Linked DNA regions of Sus scrofa: region 1 is linked to region 2. The links are chromatin contacts, called in public Hi-C maps. All regions are on one chromosome and are shown on one strand. Each heading gives the region's core, a stretch centred on a gene start, on an enhancer-like site or on the middle of the called end of the contact. The rest is flanking DNA. Distances are from core to core; before and after follow the strand shown.

Region 1 (2,756 bases), core at 158-2,657, 510 kb before region 2:
GGCTAGGGACTGAATCAGAGCTACAGCTGCCAGCCACAGCCACAGCAACACCAGATCCGAGCCGCGTCTGTGGCCTACACCACAGCTCAAGGCAACACTGGATTGAAGACCCACTGGACAATGCCAGGGATCGAACCCTCATCCTCATAGATCTTAGTCAGGTTCGTTAACCGCTGTGCCATGAAGGGAACTCCTTGGAAATGAATTTTTAAAGAAAGAACAAAAATGCCTAAAAAGAAAAGAAAAAAAAATGTTTAACCACAGAAGTAATCAAGAAAAGCAAATCAAAAGAACTATGAGATTAATATTTATGTATCATACTGACAGAAATGAATATCCAATGTCAGCAGGGTTAATAGGGAGTGAGCCTTGTTTTAACACCTGACCAAAATATAATTGATAATGCCTTCCAGAAGTCAATGTGGCATGTGTCAAAAACTTAAAAATGTGTGCTTTATTACTCAACAATTACACTCCAGGAATTTGTCACAAGGAAAATATTGGACAAAGGTGTGGATAAGTACGTGGCATCGTTTATTATAATAGTGAAGGATTTTTAATATATATATCCAACCATGGCATTGATTAAACCATTCATCAGCAGACTACTATGTAGTCATAACAGTTGCAGGCAATGACATGAAAAATTCGTGGAAGTTCCCATCTGGCTCAGCAGGTTAAGAAGCCCACTAATCTCCTTGAGGATGCAAGTTGCATCCCTGGCCTCACTCAGTGGGTTAAGGATCCAGTGTTGCTACAAACAGCTGCGTAGGTCCCAGATGCAGCTCTGATCTGGAATTGATGTGGCTGTGGTGCAGGCCGGCAGCTGCAGCTTCCATTCCACCACTAGCCTGGGAACTTGCATATGCTACAGGTGTGACGGTAAAAAGAAAAAAAAAATTCATTATGTATTATTGGGAAAGGAAAAAACAGGTTGTCAAACAGCATATCATGATGTACACACAAAACATTCCGTTTTTGTTAAAAAAATATATAGATTTCCTATGAGTCTGGAAGAATGTATACCAAATTGTTAATAGCGATTCTTTGGTCGATAGTATTCTACTTTTATTCTTTTATAATTGTTATTACTGTTGTTTATTTTTGTCTGAATGGTCTCTTTTTCCCGCTCAAAGAGCATATATTACTTACATAATAGTAAGTTAAATCACCGACAGGAAACAAAGAAAATAAATGAGTAGCGCACTTGCAAAGGGCCTGCCCAAGCATAAATGGCTATTTATCGACAAAACCCACAGGTTCAGAAGCCGGCCCCAGCGGTTTCCACGTGCGTGCTGTCAGGCTTCTCAGCGGCTGCCAGGAGCCGCCAGTCTCTCAGGCACTGCCGAGGCCACCCCAGGCCGCGCGAGGGTCCTGACAGGGGGCGGGGCGAGGCAGCCCGGAAGAGACGCTGCGCCGCGCATGCCCCTTCCTTTCTAGCTCCGGCCCCGTACGCAGTAGCCGCCGCGGTGAGTTCCTCTGGAGTCTGGGTTCCATCGGCCCCCATCCTGGCCCTCTGGCTGCTGTAGTCGCTGTGCTTCCCCAGGCGTGGGGCGGAGGAGGCCCTCTCCCGCTCCCCGCACGGCCATTTCCGAGTAGTGAGAGCGGCCAGGGGCGCATTTCGCAGGGCAGTGGGATTCTGGCTTGCGAAGATTGGCATCCCATGGCGGGGGCGGAGGAAGGGAGGATCCGGCTTGGGAGGCTGTCGCTCCTGCGCGCTTTTCCTTCGGGGCAGAACTCCGCACTCCGTGCTGCGTCCTTACCCGGCCCTGGAGCTCTAGCTCGGGAAGAGAACGGTAGGCTGAGAAGGCTCTATCCCTTTGGTTTGGGGTCAGTGGCCTGTTAAGGGCCGAGGGCTTTCCTCTGGGTCCCTCGCGCCATTCCGCACTAGGTAACCGTGGTTGAAGGTGCCGAAATAGTCCGCGCGTGCAGGAGCTGCGCCCCCTTTCCACCTTTGTTGTGAGAGCGAAAGTCCGGAGCGAGTATGTGCACAACTCCCCCCGCCCCTACAGGTTTATTTTTTAATGTTTTGGCAACTTCTCATCTGAATCGTTTTTCAAGGGTGGAGGAGGGAACGAGTAATTGTTAGGGTTCCCTTCTGTGGAGTTTGAATCCTTGTTTACTGTTTTCCACAGATTTTATTCCATTGAACAGTGGTTATTGTCGTTTCGGGATGATGGTTCCTGGCCCTTGGCCACATTGCTCAGAAGTTATTTATTTATTTATTTATTTTGTGTTTTGCCATTTGTTGGGCTGCTCCCGCGGCATATGAAGGTTCCCAGGCTAGGGGTTTAATCGGAGCTGTTGACACCAGCCTACGCCAGAGCCACAGCAACGCGGGATCCGAGCCGCGTCTGCAACCTACACCACAGCTCACGGCAACGCCGGATCGTTAACCCACTGAGCAAGGGCAGGGATCGAACCCGCAACCTCATGGTTCCTAGTCGGATTCGTTAACCACTGCGCCACAACGGGAACTCCCCAGAAGTAATCTTGATTATATCGCTTCCTTCTTGCAGATGCTGATGCCCAAGAAGAACCGGATTGCCATTTATGAACTCCTTTTCAAGGAGGGAGTGATGGTGGCCAAAAAAGACGTGCACATGCCGAAGCACCCCGAGCTGGCGGACAAGAATGTGCCTAATCTTCACGTCATGAAGGCCATGCAGGTAGGCGTGGGTGCAGATGGAGGGATTTTCCATGGTGTTCAAGGCAGATTCTAAGGAGAGGTCAGGACAGCCAGAGCAGCTTGATAT
Region 2 (2,700 bases), core at 4-2,503:
AGCAGGCATCACACATCCCTGTGTCCCCAGGTGTTCCCATTCATAGGTCTTTACCCTTAAGGACTTCAGACAGTTCAGAGCTATTCCCTGCTAAAACCACCCACTGATCTCTGTCCCCCCACTTCCTCTCTCTCCCAGTCGTGCCCCAAGCCTGGCTCTTGCTGCTCAAAGTCCCTCTCCCAAGCCCACTTTCAAAGCTTAACCATCCTCAAGGCCCAGCACAAATGCCATCTCCTTCAGAAGCAATCCCTGATCTTCCCCATTCCCCCAATCTCAACAGCTAGAAGGACTATTTCTTTCTCCAAACGCCTAGTATTCTTTAACACTTCCATTAAAGCCCTTGTCACTTCTAACATTGTATTTGGTTCTGAATTCACTCCCTGACTCAGGGCAGGAGTCTCCTGGAAACATACAAAGTAGACGGGTGGAGAGAAGGAAGAGATCTGGGGGAAGCCAAGCGCTGTGTGCATGGGATGGTCCTGTCTAAAGACAGGACAGTAAAGACGCAAAAGGAGGATGAGGCTTTCCTCAAGGAAAATCCGGAAGGTAGAGTTTTTGGGGTTTGTTTGTTTAAGAAAAGAAAAATCAGGATGCAGCTGGAACTGTATAAGAGCAAGCTTGGTAAAACAAGTTTTTTTCCAGGCTGCATCAACTCAAACAGACAAGTGGACGGCTTGGGGAGGGGGAGCTCAGAAGTGATACTAACAGGGGCTGGGGACACAGGGACAGGAGCGAGGAGCACTAAAGAAGGAATTGTGGCAGAGCACCAATCGTGGTACTGATAGGTACCGGGGCTTCGGGAAAGGGGCGCGGGCGGCGGCGGGGGGGGGGATGCTGCAAACCACGTGTGCTAGGATATTAAGTTCAAACATATCTTCATCGAATAACAACCTGTATTTACATGCAAATGTATCCGTTTATGCAAATCAGCAGAGGTCTCAGAGGAGGATTTTTAGTCTGGAGCTTGTGCATTCATTGAAAAAGAGAAGCAAAGCCGTCCCTGGGGGTACTCCACGCCTGACTTGCCCCTGGAAGACCGGCTGGTTCCAGAAGGACAAGAACTGAATTAGCTCGGCTCGCAGGGCAAGCGAGCAGCGCCCCCACCCGGAATGCGGCGAGCGCGGTGAAGGAGCGCATGCTCCCTCCCTCCTCCCTCTTCCCTCCTCCCTCCCGCGCCAGCTCCTCGGAAAGCCAGAGGTCCTTAGTGCGCAAACGCCTTCCGTCTGCGCCAACTCCTCCCTCGGGGGCGGGGACACGCGGGGCCCAAGATGGCGGCCAGCCGCTACCGGCGTTTTCTCAGGCTCTGTGAGGAATGGCCGCTGGACGAGACCAAACGGGGCCGGGACTTGGGCGCTTATCTGCGGCAGCGGGTAGCGCAGGCCTTTCGGGAGGGAGAGAACACCCAGGTGACACAGTGTGGGGACCGCCTGCGGCGGGAAGGCGTGGGGGGTAGGGGGGCAGGACAAGGCAGGGCGGGCCGGTGGCGGGCCCGGCGCATGCGCGCGCCGTTCCCTCGGCCACACGTGCGCGTGGACGGCTCCGTGCTCTTAACAACGTACCCCTCGGAGTTCTAGGACGCTTTTAAAAATCTGGAGACCTGGGTCGTTCGACCTACTCGAATCAGAGTGTGGGGCAGGCCTTGGCCTCAGTATTTTTAAAAGCTCTCCATGATTCTAGGCGCAGTACCTGTGGCAGTCTGTTCCTCCCCTGACACTACCGTACCTCACAGTGCTGTGTGGTGACCGATAGCCAAAGCCCTGTCCTCACCCCAGGCCCCTGCGTTTGAGTAGACCTGCGTTTTTGTGGTTTTTTTTTTTTCGGCTTTTGTGTTTTGAGGGCCGCACCTGTGGCATATGGAGGTTCCCAGACTAAGGGTCGAATCAGAGCTACAGCTGCTGGCCAACACCACAGCCACAGCAACGCCAGGTCCGAGCCGCGTCTGCCACCTCCACCACAGCTCATGGCAACGCCGGATCCTTAACCTACTGAGTGAGGCCAGGGAGCAAACCTTCGTCCTCATGGGTGCTAGTCATATTCAGTTGCCTCGTAAAAGACCCTAAGACTCCATGATAGGGTCTTAAAGACAGGCTCTGATTAGAAGGTGGATTTTATCATAAGACCATTGAGCTGGGAAGGTTTAGTCGGGGCCGATGTGACCTAATTTACTTTTTTTAAAGATCACTCTGGTTGTAGTAGTGAATGGATTATAGGGGGGCAAGAATAGAAGCAGTCAGCTGGAGAAGAGGTTACTCTGGCAGCCCAGGCAAGAAATGGTGGTGTGGATGCAGAAGGCAGCCCAGGAGAGGGAAGTGGCTGGATTGAGGTTGCCGTGGAAGGTTGCGGCCACAGGTTTCCCTGATACATTGGATGCAGGATAGAAGGAAAGGTGAACCAAGGGTCACACCTAGATTGTTTTGGCCTGAGCATCTGGGTGGAAGGTGGTGCCATTAACTGAGATGAGAAAGACTAGATGAGGAACAGGTGGGATGTGGGAAGAACATCTTGTGTTTGGTGTTAGACGTGTTGAACTTGAGATGCAGAGTGCTGTTACCTCTGAGTGGAAATGTCAAGTAGACAGTAGGATATTTGAGCCTGGGGCTCGGGTGAGAGGTCAGGCCTATGAGATAGCATATACACACATACACAGTCTGAGGAAGTGACTTTTGCAAAATTTGGCCACAGCTGTCAAAGTAGGAACAT

The links. Hi-C and Micro-C count contacts between places; a contact is called where the count stands out from the background.
Region 1: a Hi-C map of liver shows a contact between it and region 2, with 2.1 times the contacts expected there. The contact joins the promoter of RPS10 here to the promoter of C7H6orf125 in region 2. A contact is called at or near these places in 1 of 5 promoter capture datasets (fetal skeletal muscle), 2 of 47 Hi-C or Micro-C datasets (embryonic fibroblasts and liver) and 1 of 2 datasets of contacts at active chromatin or transcription factors (skeletal muscle).

What each region holds. Positions count from the first base shown.
Region 1 is chr7:30,441,363-30,444,118 of Sscrofa11.1, reverse strand. It overlaps RPS10 (ribosomal protein S10), which reads left to right and starts at 1,407. Exons shown (of 6, transcript NM_001244106.1): 1 at 1,407-1,796; 2 at 2,520-2,669. The coding sequence starts at 2,520.
Region 2 is chr7:29,928,355-29,931,054 of Sscrofa11.1, reverse strand. It overlaps C7H6orf125, which reads left to right and starts at 1,253. Exons shown (of 4, transcript NM_001243451.1): 1 at 1,253-1,406. The coding sequence starts at 1,269.